2 separate regions of the Mus musculus genome follow, and region 2 is linked to region 1. A link is a contact called in public HiChIP or PLAC-seq data. All regions are on one chromosome and are shown on one strand. The core of a region is the stretch at or near the end of the contact, and the rest is flanking DNA. Distances in the headings are between cores, read along the strand shown.

Region 1 (6,122 bases), core at 876-3,375:
GAGCATTGGTTGCTCTTCCAGAAAACCTGAACTCAATTCCCAGCACCATGGAGTGACTCACAGCCCTCTATAGCACAAGTGCCAGGGGGCCCTGGCTTGCTTATGGCTGCTTCAGGCACCTCACACACATGGTACACAGACATATATGCAGACAAAACATTCATACCGGTAAAATAAAGTAGACATTAAGGAATAAGACCCAACCTTGGTATTTCCAACCTTTCTCAATGTTGGCTCTGTCTTCCAGCTGGAAGAGGGAGCGCACATCTAGGTGGTGGGCGATGGCTCCTGGGCCTCTTCACAGACTCAGTGTTCAGCCCCCCACTGTGGAGTCTCTGTTTTGAGACAGAAACCATCTCATTACTGGGTGACTCCATTGTCAGCTGGATGGAGACATGGCTGAAAGGGAGCCTCCTTCTCCATTTTATGTCTCATGTTCTAATATTTCTTCCCTTTTAATCTGTCTGCGGTTTCCAGTGCTTAAGGCTTCCTTTCTCTTAATTTTGATCAAATGAAGCCATTTGTGTAAAAACTTAATCTGATGAACCCCATTTTACTTAAATTGGAGAGGAAATTGGGGATAGAATAAGAGAATTATTATTGTTGATTATTTTATTTTATTTTTTGGGGGAGCCAGAGTCTCAAGTATCCCAGCGCTAACCTCAAACTCCCTGCAGTGCCCTTGAACTTCTGATCTGCCCACCCCCACCCAGTCGAGCTCTGAGTTCAGATAGTGCTTGGGATGGGACCTGGGGCTTCCTGCCTGCTAGGCTGGCACTCCTCCAGTTAAGCGTCTTTAACCTGAATGTGGTTTTTTTTTTTTTTTTGCCTTCAGTAGTTTCTTATTTATTTATTTATTTATCTGACTTGTTATTTTTGGCAGCTCTGGAGCCTGAGCCCAGGGCCCTAAGCATGCTAGGCATGTGCTCTGCCTGCAGCAACAGTGTAGGCTCTTTTTATTATCTTTATTTTAACATAGGGCATTGTTGGTCAGGCAATGGTGATACCTTTAATCTCAGCACTCAGGGCACAGAGGCAGGAGGATCTCTGAGTTTCAAGGCCAGTCTGGTCTATAGGTCAGGGCCACTTGTTGTTACAGAGAAGCCTTGTCTCAAAAAACAAGAACATACCCTAAACAAATAAACAGATGATGATGATGATGGTGGTGGTGGTAGTGGTGGTGATGATGGTGATGATGATGATGGTGGCAGTGTGGGATGGTGATGATGGTGATAACAAGGCAGTGTTAAGTTGTACAGCTGGCTTTGGACTTGAATCTTATTGCTTCAGCCTCCTGAGTAGCTGGATTACAGGCATTTGCCACTACCCACATCTTGGGGTCTCCCTTACTAGAGGAGAAACATATGATCCTGGGGTCACGTTGTGGTTGCAGATAAAATTACATCTGTGGAGCCAGGGAGATGGCTCAACAGGTAGAGGCATTTGCTGCCAAGCCAGACACTCTGAGTAAGACCTCAGGGACCCACATGATAGAAGAGAACTGACCCCCAAAGTTTTCCTCTGACCTCCAGATGACCCCTAAACACAATACATAAAAAGTAATAAAAATAACTATTAAAATTTAAATACCTGTTGTATCTTTGAAAGTTTAAATCTGGAACTTAAGTGTCTTTTAAGTTTTCATTTTCATACACACACACACACACACACACACACACACACGCACACTATATGCACACACACACTATATGTATACACACACTATATGCATTCACACACATGCACACACACACACCACACTCTACACATACACTATACACACACACTATACACACACTATAGTACACACACTATACATACGCACACTACACGCATACACTATACACACACACTGTATGTACACATACACTATACACATTCACACATACACACACTACACACACACACTGTACACACAAACTACACACACATGCTATACACACATACTATGCATACACACTACACACACATACTACCCACACACACTATACACACATACACACATACTAGGCACACACACACACACACACACACACACACACACACACACACACGGTTCTTCCCTGTTTCCACTTTCCAGTCTCCCGGCACTCACAGCTCCCTTCCCTAGAGATTATCATCGCTGCTATGAATTCGTGTTATGCTTCATTCATTTGAATATTTCCAAACCCTCGCTGTAACTCACTGCTTTCCCTAGACTTTGCACTTCCTCCTTTTCACCTAGAATCTTGGTGTCGTGGTTTGTTCCTGAGGTGTCATAAACCCGGCTCTTATTTTAGTCCTCCCTTCTGAAAGCCCGGCACACATCAACTCTAACCCACTTTAAATATTCTTGGCTTGGCTGGTGGATCCTGGATGTAACCAGGGTAAGAATTTCAAGACCTTGAGCTTCTCACTTGCTGTGAAACCAGTTCTGTTAGTTAATTTATCACAGCAGTTTGACAGCCAAATGCAGTCGTGGGCAAAAGCATGTTTCCTTTTCCTTATTCTCCCTCTCTCTGTCTGTCTCTCTCTGTCTCTGCCTCTCTCATTGAGAAAGAGCGGAGAAGCTGGAGATGTAGCTCATTCAGCGGCTTGCTTGTCATGTGTGCGCAGTGCCCTGGGTTTGATTCTCAATACTGCATAACCAAGTGTTCAGGCTGGCGTGGCTGTAGACATGTGGTATTAAATTTCTCTACAGAACTGTGCAGTGAATGAGAGGATTGGACGTATGTTTCCTATTAGGTTTCTTGCTGTAGTGGTTAAGGACATGGCCTTTGAAGCTAAAAGTATTTGGGTTCAAGTTAGTCCTGCTAATCGCTTGATGTGTGGCTTTGGATAAGTTACGCACTCTCCCAGTTTCCCTAAAGCGGGTAGATGGGATGTATTTTATAGACGTGCCAAAGTCATGGTTCATGGACAGTGTGTGGCACGAATTAAATACTGAACAAATATTAGCTTTTCCTTTACTGCTTTGTTGGTTTCAAGTAGACAACCTCCAGTCTGATCACCTTGAAGAGGGGAATCCCCAGTTCTTCACAGCGGGTAGGGCTCACTTTCATTTGCCCCGTTAATCAGTCACCAGAAGTGATGTATAGTTACAGACAACTTTGGAAGGCTGGTGCAGATCTCAGGATCTCTCTTGGTGGTCAGTTCTAAGTGGCATGAGGATTTCCTTGCATCTCGGGGGTCTGTCCGTTTCTCCACATCTTTAAGTGTTTAGTTTTGTGTCTACTGAGGAACATAGTGTAGCCTATGTAAGAGATCTTTTGAGGTTTGATTGACTTGTTCAGCAACAGAGAGAAAACAACCTAGACTGGCTTCCTTATCGCCTTCTTTCTCTGTCTCCTCCTTTCTCTCCCTCTCTTCTTTTTCTGAGCTGGAGATTGAATCCAGGGCCCCACACATCCTAGGCATGTACTTTACCATTGAACTCTCTCATCCCGTCCCGTGGGGCTTTGTTTCTTGTTGAAGGCTGTGTATGCAGTGTGTGGGGGTGGGCTGGGGTGAGGCCAGGCTCATTCCATGAAGAGAGCTTTGAGAAGGGAAAAATAATCCCCAGAAACTCAAAACTCATTTTGAAATTCCATAAAGGAAACGGAAGACCCTGTTCCCTTAGTCCTTGAACTGAAGGAGTCAGAGAAATATATGCATTATGAGAAATTTTGCTTTCACAGAAAAATGCATGGATTTTAAACACTTTTTTAAAAAATCAGAAAACTCTATGAAGAATTGTAATCTCAGAAAGAGAAACAGATTAAGTTTGTTGTTGTTGTTTATTCAGGCCAGATAAATTTCTGATGGAGTCACTGTGCCCACCATAAGAAAAAGACAAAGAGGAAGCTGTGTGCACAGCACCTTCTGTTCTTTTGGGGAGATGGGAGGGTAGGTCAGATCTGAAGATGGGACTGAGAGCAGGCAAATTTGTATCCTCCTGGGAAACTCCAAAAAACTCTGGTTGTTTCTCTTCAGGTGAAAAAGGTCAGCTTTGTTGGAGAATAAAGTGGAAACTCATTTCCAAGTGTTCTGTCACCCCAGGATTCCACCAGGGACTGGCCCTGACTGCAGAATTCTCCACTGCAGCAAAGGCTCTCACTAAATGGCTCTGGCTATCCCAGGACTCACTCTGTAGCTCACAGGCTGACCTCCAACTCCTGGAGCTCCTGCCTCTGCCTCCTAGAGTGCTGGGGTTAAAGGCATGTGCCTTTTTAATCTTTTATTTTTAGTGATCTGAGTGTGTGTGTGTCTGCATGGAATATGTTTGTGTGTGTACAGTGTCTCCAGGGGACAGGAGACAGCCTCAGATCTTCTGGAGTAACAGGCAGTTGTGAGCTTTCTGAACTAGGTGCTGGGTTTGAACTGTGGCCTCTGTAAGAGCACTGTACATTTCTAACCACTGAGCTGTGCCTCCCCAGGCTGGCCTCAAAGGCACAGTCTTCCTTCAGCAAGTCCTGCCTACATGTGCCACCAAGACCAGATGGATACTCCTTTTCAACGAAAGATTTTCTGTTACAGTTAAAGTGCTGCATTGCTGGCTGTATGCTAGAAAAAAAAAAAAACCAAAACAAAACAGTGTCTGTCTGTCCGTCCATGTGAAACATCTCTATGCAGCCCTGACTGTCCTAGAACACTATATAAGTCAGCCTGGCCTTGAACTCACAGAGATCCTTCTGCCTCTTCTGCCCAAGCCCTGGCACCACGGGTGTGCCAAGCACAGGATGGCAGTTTCTAGTCTATAGAGACTACAGTCAAGCTTCTAGCTGCTTTCCCCATCTGCTTTCTTGTTAACTAGTTTATCCGATGGTGATCTGGGTGTTAGCTGAAGCTGAGTGTCCAGTGTTTACTTAGAACTTCCCTGTTATCAAAGTGGCTTCAAAGACATGGACTCTTCTTCAGAGGCAGAGCAAAGGAGAAATGTACCCTTAAATAGGAGCGGAAGGTTAATTTGAGGGAGAAATGAATTAAAAATAAAATGCACTACAGGTACTTCCTGGAACTCCTGACATGGAAGCCAGTACATAAGTGATGTACCCCGGTCAGTCGGTAGACTGCTTACTGTGCACGGGTCAGCAGAGGCAGGAAGCTCAGGAGTTCTGTGTGGCTGCCTCGCTGACTTCTGGGTGGGCCACAGAACATAGAGGGAGGTAGAAAGCGAACGGAGGCTGATCGCTGTCCAGCTTTGCCCAAACTGTCTCTGGTTTAGTTCTTGGCGTGCGTGGCTCTCTTTTCCTTAGTGCTGACTTAACAGGTGTGTGTGTGTGTGTGTGTGTGTGTGTGTGTGTGTGTGACCTTTCCTTGTTGGCCACTCACTACGGCTTTCTGGAACGTGGCTCTCTGGGACCTTAAGCACCAGGATTAAGACAGTTAAATCTGCTGTCAGCTTGCCGGATGTAATCTTCCTGTTCATTGTCCTGGCTTCCAGGGCCCCTCTTGTCTGGTGCTGTATCTTTCGCTTGCAGTTGCTAGCTATGGTGTAGCTGTCCTTCAAAGCATTCATCACTTGCTTGTTTTAATTTTGTTTAAGCTCCTCGAAGATGTACCGGAGCACCGGAAACACCGGAAATGCTTTTCGAAGTTGAGGTTGTGTTTCGTGAAGCACTGGCCTCCCAGGCTGGGAGCAGAAAGGGTGCTGTGATTTTCCTGGTTACTGTGGGTAGAAGATAGGGCAAGGGACCGTCATCTGTCACCTGCCTGAGTGCTCTTATCTTTAAAAATGCCATCTAAACTAGTCTCTTCTGTCTGGGGACTAGCAGGAATGGTGGCGTTGAGAGTGTTGCTTGAAAGAAATTTATCTACGGAAGCAGAAAATGGTTTGAGCTTATTTGCTGAAACTGCTATTTGTGAGGAGCAAAACCTGGTAGGCTTTGTAAATGGGTAATTTCAGAGGCAAGCAAACGTGTTGCCAAAACAATATTTTGAAAACAAGCTACATTTTGTATTTTAGCTTTTTATGTTTATTTATCAAAATTAATATCATCCTAGTGGTTCAGAAATTCTTTCTGTTTCATTTTTTTTTTTTTTTTTTTGCCATAGGATGGATTCATGATATAAGAATTAAAAACCTTACATAATTTTGGTGCTGAGGCAGAGCTCTGCTCTGTGGTAGAGCCCTGCCCAGGATGCTTAAAGCTTGTGAGTGTGAT
Region 2 (6,801 bases), core at 885-3,384, 540 kb after region 1:
ATACACTCTTAGTTCCTGCGAGTGAGAGCCCGACCTAAGATCCATTGCTACTTCTACACTAGCCTGGGCTATCAACTTGAGAAGTCCTGTAAACCTGATGTAATTTTAATCACTTCTGGAGTATACACTGTCCAAAGCAGGATAAACTGGCACTGCAGTCCTGAGGCTAATTATGAAAGGTGCAGAAACTTTGATCGGGCAACACTCTGCTTCTTAGGCCGGGTGTTAGCTGTGAAATGAGGGATGGACTCGATATTTAAGGTCCTTTTCAGCTGAAAAACTCTGATTCTAAGATGTACTTCAATTCTGTCAATCGACAGCTCTGCAGCTTTTGAAGGACTTGCTGGAGTCCCTCGAGGAAGAAGGCCAACTTTAATCCCTTAGAGGGAGATGGGAGTTAATTTATAAAACACACAACACTAGCTGCTATCAGGTTCCAGGTACAGCGCAGTGCGTTACCTAAGCAACTGATAACGGCTTGATTCCTCCAAATGAGTGCTAGGGAGACGATGATATAAGATGGGGGCCAGAATTCAAAATGAAAAACCACTGGGCTAAGAGAAAAATTAATTATTAGGGTAGGGGGCTACTTGCCCTAGATGCTAGGTACTCACAAACTGGATGGGGGAGGGGAGAGTGAGGGCTGCGCAGCCCGATCTGGACACCCGCCCACTTGCTAGAGCCTGGAGGCCTGACGCGGCCGCCCAGGACCCGGCTGACACAGACGGATTGAGGCTTCTGCGCCCGCTCGGAGCCCGGCCCGCAGCGGGAATGGGCTCTAAGGCTGTGCGGCAATCGCGCGCGCCATCCCGCCCGCGTTAGGCCCCGGCGGCCCACGGCCAGGGGCGGCTCCGCGCGCCCAGCACTCGCTCGCCGTTGCTAATGTCCTCCTTGGGCCCTGACTGACATCTCCAACGGACCAAAAACAGCACCCCTCTCCCCGGCTACTTGCATCTGTCCCGCGACGGGTGCAGCTGCAGCCGCCGCCCGGGCGGCTCGCGGCGGGAGGGACTGAGCCCGGAGCAGCCCACAGGGGCAGGGCCGCGTTGCTTACCCAGACTCCGCCGCGGCGGCGGACTGGCGGGCGGGCTTCTCTGTGCGGGAGGGGCGGGCTCCCGCGCGGCGCACACCACGCGGCTGCGCCCGCTCACGCACCCGGCGGGCTGCTCTCGCGCGGCTTCCCGCGCCCGGCCCACGTGACCGGACTGCCGGGAAGCGAGCGGCACCCCGGCTAGTGTGCGTGCCTGCCTGCGTGCGTGCGTGCGTGCGCGCGCGCCTGCCTGCCCGCCCGAGTGGCCAAGGCGGGGGTCGGCCCCGCGCTCCGGGCGCGCCTCTGCCACGGTCCCCAGTCGTGACTGGAGGCGGAAGTGTGGGGACAAGTTCGAGCGTCACTGGCTCCCCACACGTCTTGGCGTGACCTGGGAACTTTCCCCGGCGTGTGCAAAAAAAAAAAAAAAAAAAAAACCCAAAAAACAAAAAAAAACCACGGGTGCCCCCTCGGCCCTGGGTGGGGACGGGCAAGGATGCACCGGCGTCTGGCGCGGGAGGGGGACGAGGGCGCGGGGCAGGCAGCCACATGCGGCGGGAGCCAGGGAGGGAGGCGGGCCGGGCGGGGCATGGCGGGGGAAGTGACTCAGGCCCGAGGCTGGCGGGCCCACGCGAAGAGGAGTCGGGGGGCACGGAGGACCCCGAGCGGACAGGCTTTAGGCTGGACGGGACGAGAGTGTCACCCCCCCCTCCAGGCGTCCAGGGTGGAGCGCGGGGGCGGGTCCAACTGCGGGGCCCTGCGGGACAGGGGTCTGACATCTGGGTAGAGGGCGATCGGCATCCAGCCCTGGGGGAGTCGGGAGGATCCCAGTGGCGTCCAGCTGTGCAAACAGGAGGAGGGCCAAGCCGACTCCGGGGAGAGGGGCGACAGTGCTGCTCCAGCCGCCGCCGCCCGGGCGCCCGCGCTGCGGGCAGTGCCAGCCTCCCCGGCCCGACGCAGAAACTTGTTGCAACCAACAGGCGACCGCGGGTGCCCCTAGCCGCCAGCGGCGGAGTGGGTGGGCGGGCGAGAGGGAGGGGAAGGCTGGCGGACGCCGCCGCGAACTGGTGGGCAGACCCGGAGTCGCCGCGTAAGCGGGGCCGGCTCAGTGCGGTGCGGCAGGCGCGGCTGTGCGGCAGCGGAAGTCCTTTGTTGCAGCGCAGTCCCTGGCAGAGCCCGGAGTGTCTCGGCGCAGCCCAGCCGAGCGCCGCGCGCCGTCAACTGCAGCCCGCAGCCCCTCGCCTCCGCCCGCCTTCCCAGCGGCTCCGCTGCCCTCAACTCCATAAAACCTCCGCAGCCGCGCGTCCCACCGCGCCCGGTGAGTAGCTGCCAGTCGTCGGGGCCATTTGCGCAACTTTGGCCGAAGCTGGGCCACGGGCCTGGCGGAGTGCGTGGCCGAGGCGGCGCCGACCGGTGCGGGGAGCCGGAGCGTGGAAAGCGCGCGGCGAGGAGCCGGTGGCGGGGGTCTGCCGAGCGGCTTCGCTCGGGGCCGGCCGTCAGTCCGGTGCGCGCGGCCTCTCCGGGTTCCGGACGAATCCCCTCTCCAGACGACTTCCCAAATTACTTCTTTTCCCTTTATTTTATTTTGTGCTGGGGGGGTGGGGGGAGGGGAGGTGGAGGCGGGAGGCCGCGCTTGATTGACGGGCCCAGAGCGCGCTTCGCTAACTTCCAGCTGCGGCTGGGCGGCCGGTGGGAGGGGAGCGTCCCGGAGCCGGAGGCCGCAGACTTGGGCGCGCTCCGAGGGAGGAGGCGGCTGGGCCGCGCGGATTCCTGCTTCGCTCTTTCCCACCCCCGCTCCTCAGCACACACGCTTTTTGTTCGGGTCCAAAGTGGTAGGTCTCGGGGGTTTGGGGGGTTTTCTGTGTACGAGATCCTCCCCCCCGCCCCCCGAGTCCCGAGAAGAAAGTGCTTTTTGCCTCCAGTGGTGGGCGCTTACAAGTAGAAGTTCTGGTGGAGGCGGTGAGCTAGTTGGGTGGCGATCTGGAGTCCTTGCTGCTGAAGCGTGCAGGCGTGGATCTGGGCTCAGCCGCCGCTCCCAGGCTCCCTTTCCACCTTAGCCACTCGTCCACGTGATCTGAGGGCTTGACAAGACATTTTCCAACTCGGACGGGTCTAGAACAGGTTAATGAAAGTCCTTGTTTTCTGGGGATAGGGTTTTGTATGTGTGTGATCATGTTCCCAAATCGAATGTCGCTGTGACGGTACATGTAGATTCTCCACTGGTCAGACTGTATTTCCGTACAGTATGAATCGCTGCGGCAACATTTTCCCCTTTGACACTGGAATCCACAAAGCGTTCCAAGCATTTCCCCCCGACCCCCACCCCGTTTTGAGACAAGGTCTGGCTAGGTAGCCCAGGATCGCTTGGATATAATTCTCCTGCCTCAGGAAATCCTAAATTTTGGGGTGATAGGCTTGTTCTGAGGCTTTCCAAGACCACTTAGAATTTCTTGAGCCGAAGTTTGAGGCACCCTGAAGTCGACTGGGGAAATCGATGTAGTTCTTATGACTGTTTTAAAGCAACCATGTTTTTTAAAAGGTATAAAATAGGTTCTCTGGAATTTTGTCACCTCAAATGGATATGATCTGGAGAAATGGAAAGAATGAAGGTACAAGAGGCTGAAGCCCAAATGATGGATGGATGGTCAGTTGCCTAGAACTGTAAAACTTCCCTTTTGAATCACTATCCCCTAAAGTCTCAGTAATACTGAGTGGCATTGGTAGCTGCATGGGGTTTCTTCCTCTTAAAGAAACAGACGGACCTAACGCAGCCGAGGTGCAGTGCAGTGCTTTTCCAAAGGTTAAGGCTTAGAAGTTCTGCGGTACAGTGCTGTGTTCCAGCCACTTGCACTCATTTTAACACCAGAATTTCTCCGTTGACAGCAAGTTTTATAGGGTGTGGTTGTGCACGTCTATAATCCCAGCACTTCAAGAGGTTGGATCAAGAGTTTGAGGCTAACCTGGACCTGGCATACATAGCGAGACCTTTTTTTCAAAAAACAAAACTCAGGGCTGGAGAGATAGTTCAGGGGTGAAGGGCACTTGCCTTTCCTTCAAGAAGAACTAAGTTTGACTCCCAGCACCCATCCCAAGCAGCTCACAACTACCTGTAACTTCATTTCCAGGGAGCTCTGGACTCTAGAACAATTGTACTCATGTGCACACCCCTCCCCCCACATACATACACATCATTAGAAATTAAAATTTAAAAACCCAAAGCCTCAGTTTTCATGCTGTTGAGTAGACCTGGTTGAGCAGTCTTTCCAGCTGGCTGTGTTCTTCCAGTTCCTAACATTATGCCTGCTGGTTTGCACCACTGCTGCTGTGTCGTTGTCAGGAAAGAACCCATTTTAACCAGGCCACGAGCACAGCTTCCTGATCTTGTAACTTGGTTTTTGGTGTTTCCAGACAAGTGTTTTTCAGTGTATCCCTGGCTATCCTGGAACTCACTCTGTAGACCAGGCTAGCCTCAAAGGCAGAAATACACCTGTCTCTGCCTCCTGGATGTCAGGATTAAAAGCATGGATCACCTTGACGGCTGTTTTATGGGGTTTTTTTGTTTTGTTTTGTTTTGTATTTTAAAGCTAGAGTCTCACTGTTTGGTCTGGGGCCAGCCTTAGCTTTTGGTCCTCCTGCTTCAACCTCTCACCTAGTGGTGGGATAACGGGCCTGCACCTCCACCCCAGCCTTCTGACCTTGTGGGGTTTTTGTTTTTGTGAAGCAGGGTCTCACTCTTGTAGACCAAGCTGGCCTCAACCTCTTGAGGGATGTGCCTGCTTCTGCAGCCACAGTGCTAGGATTACAGGTTTGTGCTGCCAGTCCTGCTCAGGACTGTGTGTTTCTATGTCATAGTAGCTGCCAAATGTTTGTACCTTCTGCTTCCTCATTCCTCCACACTCCTCCCTCCACTTTTGTCAGTACAATTGGGGGCCTTTTCAAAGTGCCCAGTGTTCCTTGTAACACCATTCAGGAAAAAAATGTTACTGCCTTTTTTTTTTTTTTTTTTTTTTTTTTTTTTTTAAAGATTTATTTATTTATTATATGTAAGTACACTGTAGCTGTCTTCAGACACTCCAGAAGAGGGCGTCAGATCTCGTTATGGATGGTTGTGAGCCACCATGTGGTTGCTGGGATTTGAACTTCGGACCTTCGGAAGAGCAGTCGGGTGCTCTTACCCACTGAGCCATCTCACCAGCCCACTGCCTTCTTTTTTATTTTATTTTTTTAAAGGCCTGTTCTTCTCTAGACAGGTCACAGACTTTGCCTAAAAGGGGAGGGGAGTTGTGTTAGAATGCAGAAAAATAAATGTTTTTAGGCTGCAGTCTCTTGTCTTGGGAGGGTTAAATATGTAAAACATGTGCTTGAAGTTCACTTAGGTCTCTGAAGTATTTTTTGATAGTTTCTTGTGGTAGTGCCTCTGGTGATAAAATAATGAAAATGCTTTGCTGTTCATTCATCTTTTTATGTGAGTCTGTTAAGTTATTTATGCCTGTTTTTCTCAAAGTGGAAATACCTTTTCAATGATAAAAGCGGATGCTCTTTATAAAAGTTCAGACTATACTAAAGTACATAAAATACAAAACTGAAAGTCACTCTGACTCCCACTCCCCAGAGGTAATCAGGGCGAACAATCAATTCCTTGTTTAAAACCGTGAAGGCAGCATTGGAGCATCTTGCTCTGTGTGCCTCACCCTGGCCTGTGCCCCTTCACAGGCTCATGCTTTCTTCTCATAACTCAGATTGATGAGAATTTCCAGATTGGGGGGGGGGGGCTTGCATCAAGCTGACGTCATACTCTATAACTTAGTAACATGGGAAAGTTTGTATGCTTAGGTTAGACCTCATGCGGTTCACCTTGGAGGACTTCTCGCCCTTAGCAGATTTGCAATCTCTTATCCGATTGCTTTATGCAGACTACACTCATTAAAACAAACCCTTCCAGTGGAGAGAGCTTAGCTCACTCATCATTGGGAATGAGTAGGTACACTTGCCACAGAGACCACTGCCAAGACATCCCTGTGCCTTCTTGTGATGGTGTGGGTTCCTCATGATCGATCAGCACCCAAAGCTGAGAGAGAGAGAGAGAGAGAGAGAGAGAGAGAGAGAGAGAGAGAGAGAGAGACTTGATGGGAAGGAAATTCCAGGAGCGGTGGGCATTAAGGAGAGTTGTTTTAAGTTATGGTATGGGAAGGCCTGGTGGGGGGGGTGGGGGTGGGGTGTCTGAATTCCACCCACATTTGGCAGCTTACATATTTAAGGTAGATTTCTAAGTATACTGATGTTTTGTCCTGTATAGTCATCACAAAGCTACTTAGCCTGGTGTAGTCAAGGTGGATGAGCTGTGAAGTCGATTCCCTGATAAAGCTGCCAGCTAGCAGGAACAGATTTAATCACAGTAGTTACTTGAAGGTGTTGAGGACATGCTGCTATGTTGAGATGGGGGTCTCTTTGTATAGCATTGCCTGTCCTGGAACTCACAGAGATCCATCTGTCTCTGTCTCCCAAGTGCTGGGATCAAAGGCATGTATCACCAACTGCTGGGGGTTTTTTTTGGGCGGGGGTGATGTGCTCTTTGAGAACACTACTATGTGAATATAACTTGTTCTCAATCATATTTGAAGGCTTGGAGGTATATGACTTAGTAGGAGAGTGCTTGCCTGTCATGCCTGAGGCCCTATGCTCAGCCTCTGGCACGGTAAACTATAATGATGGGTATTAAAGAATAGGGCTGGAGAGATGGCTCAGTGGTTAAGAGCACTGGCTGCTTGCTCTTC

What was found. HiChIP or PLAC-seq counts read pairs in DNA pulled down with a chosen protein or histone mark.
Region 2: a FOXA1 HiChIP or PLAC-seq map of pancreatic cancer cells shows a contact between it and region 1. The contact joins the promoter of Zbtb1 here to the enhancer-like site in region 1. A contact is called at or near these places in 2 of 39 promoter capture datasets (liver and stem cell-derived epiblast-like cells), 3 of 115 datasets of contacts at active chromatin or transcription factors (bone marrow-derived macrophages, embryonic stem cells and pancreatic cancer cells) and 2 of 9 other capture datasets (embryonic stem cells and pancreatic islet).

The regions. Positions count from the first base shown.
Region 1 is chr12:75,831,501-75,837,622 of GRCm38.p6, forward strand. The region is part of intron 1 of Syne2 (spectrin repeat containing, nuclear envelope 2); the gene reads left to right. Among named protein-coding and RNA genes, the nearest start is that of Gm40447, 15 kb to the left of the region's middle. Within about 2 kb of position 2,126, at least 51 of the 459 cell types and tissues checked have an H3K27ac peak or open chromatin away from gene starts, as enhancers often do. A contact at or near this core is called in pancreatic cancer cells, where this site is marked.
Region 2 is chr12:76,368,386-76,375,186 of GRCm38.p6, forward strand. It overlaps Zbtb1 (zinc finger and BTB domain containing 1), which reads left to right and starts at 2,135. Exons shown (of 2, transcript NM_178744.3): 1 at 2,135-2,345. Zbtb25 (zinc finger and BTB domain containing 25) reads right to left here and starts at 1,175. Exons shown (of 3, transcript NM_028356.2): 1 at 1,055-1,175.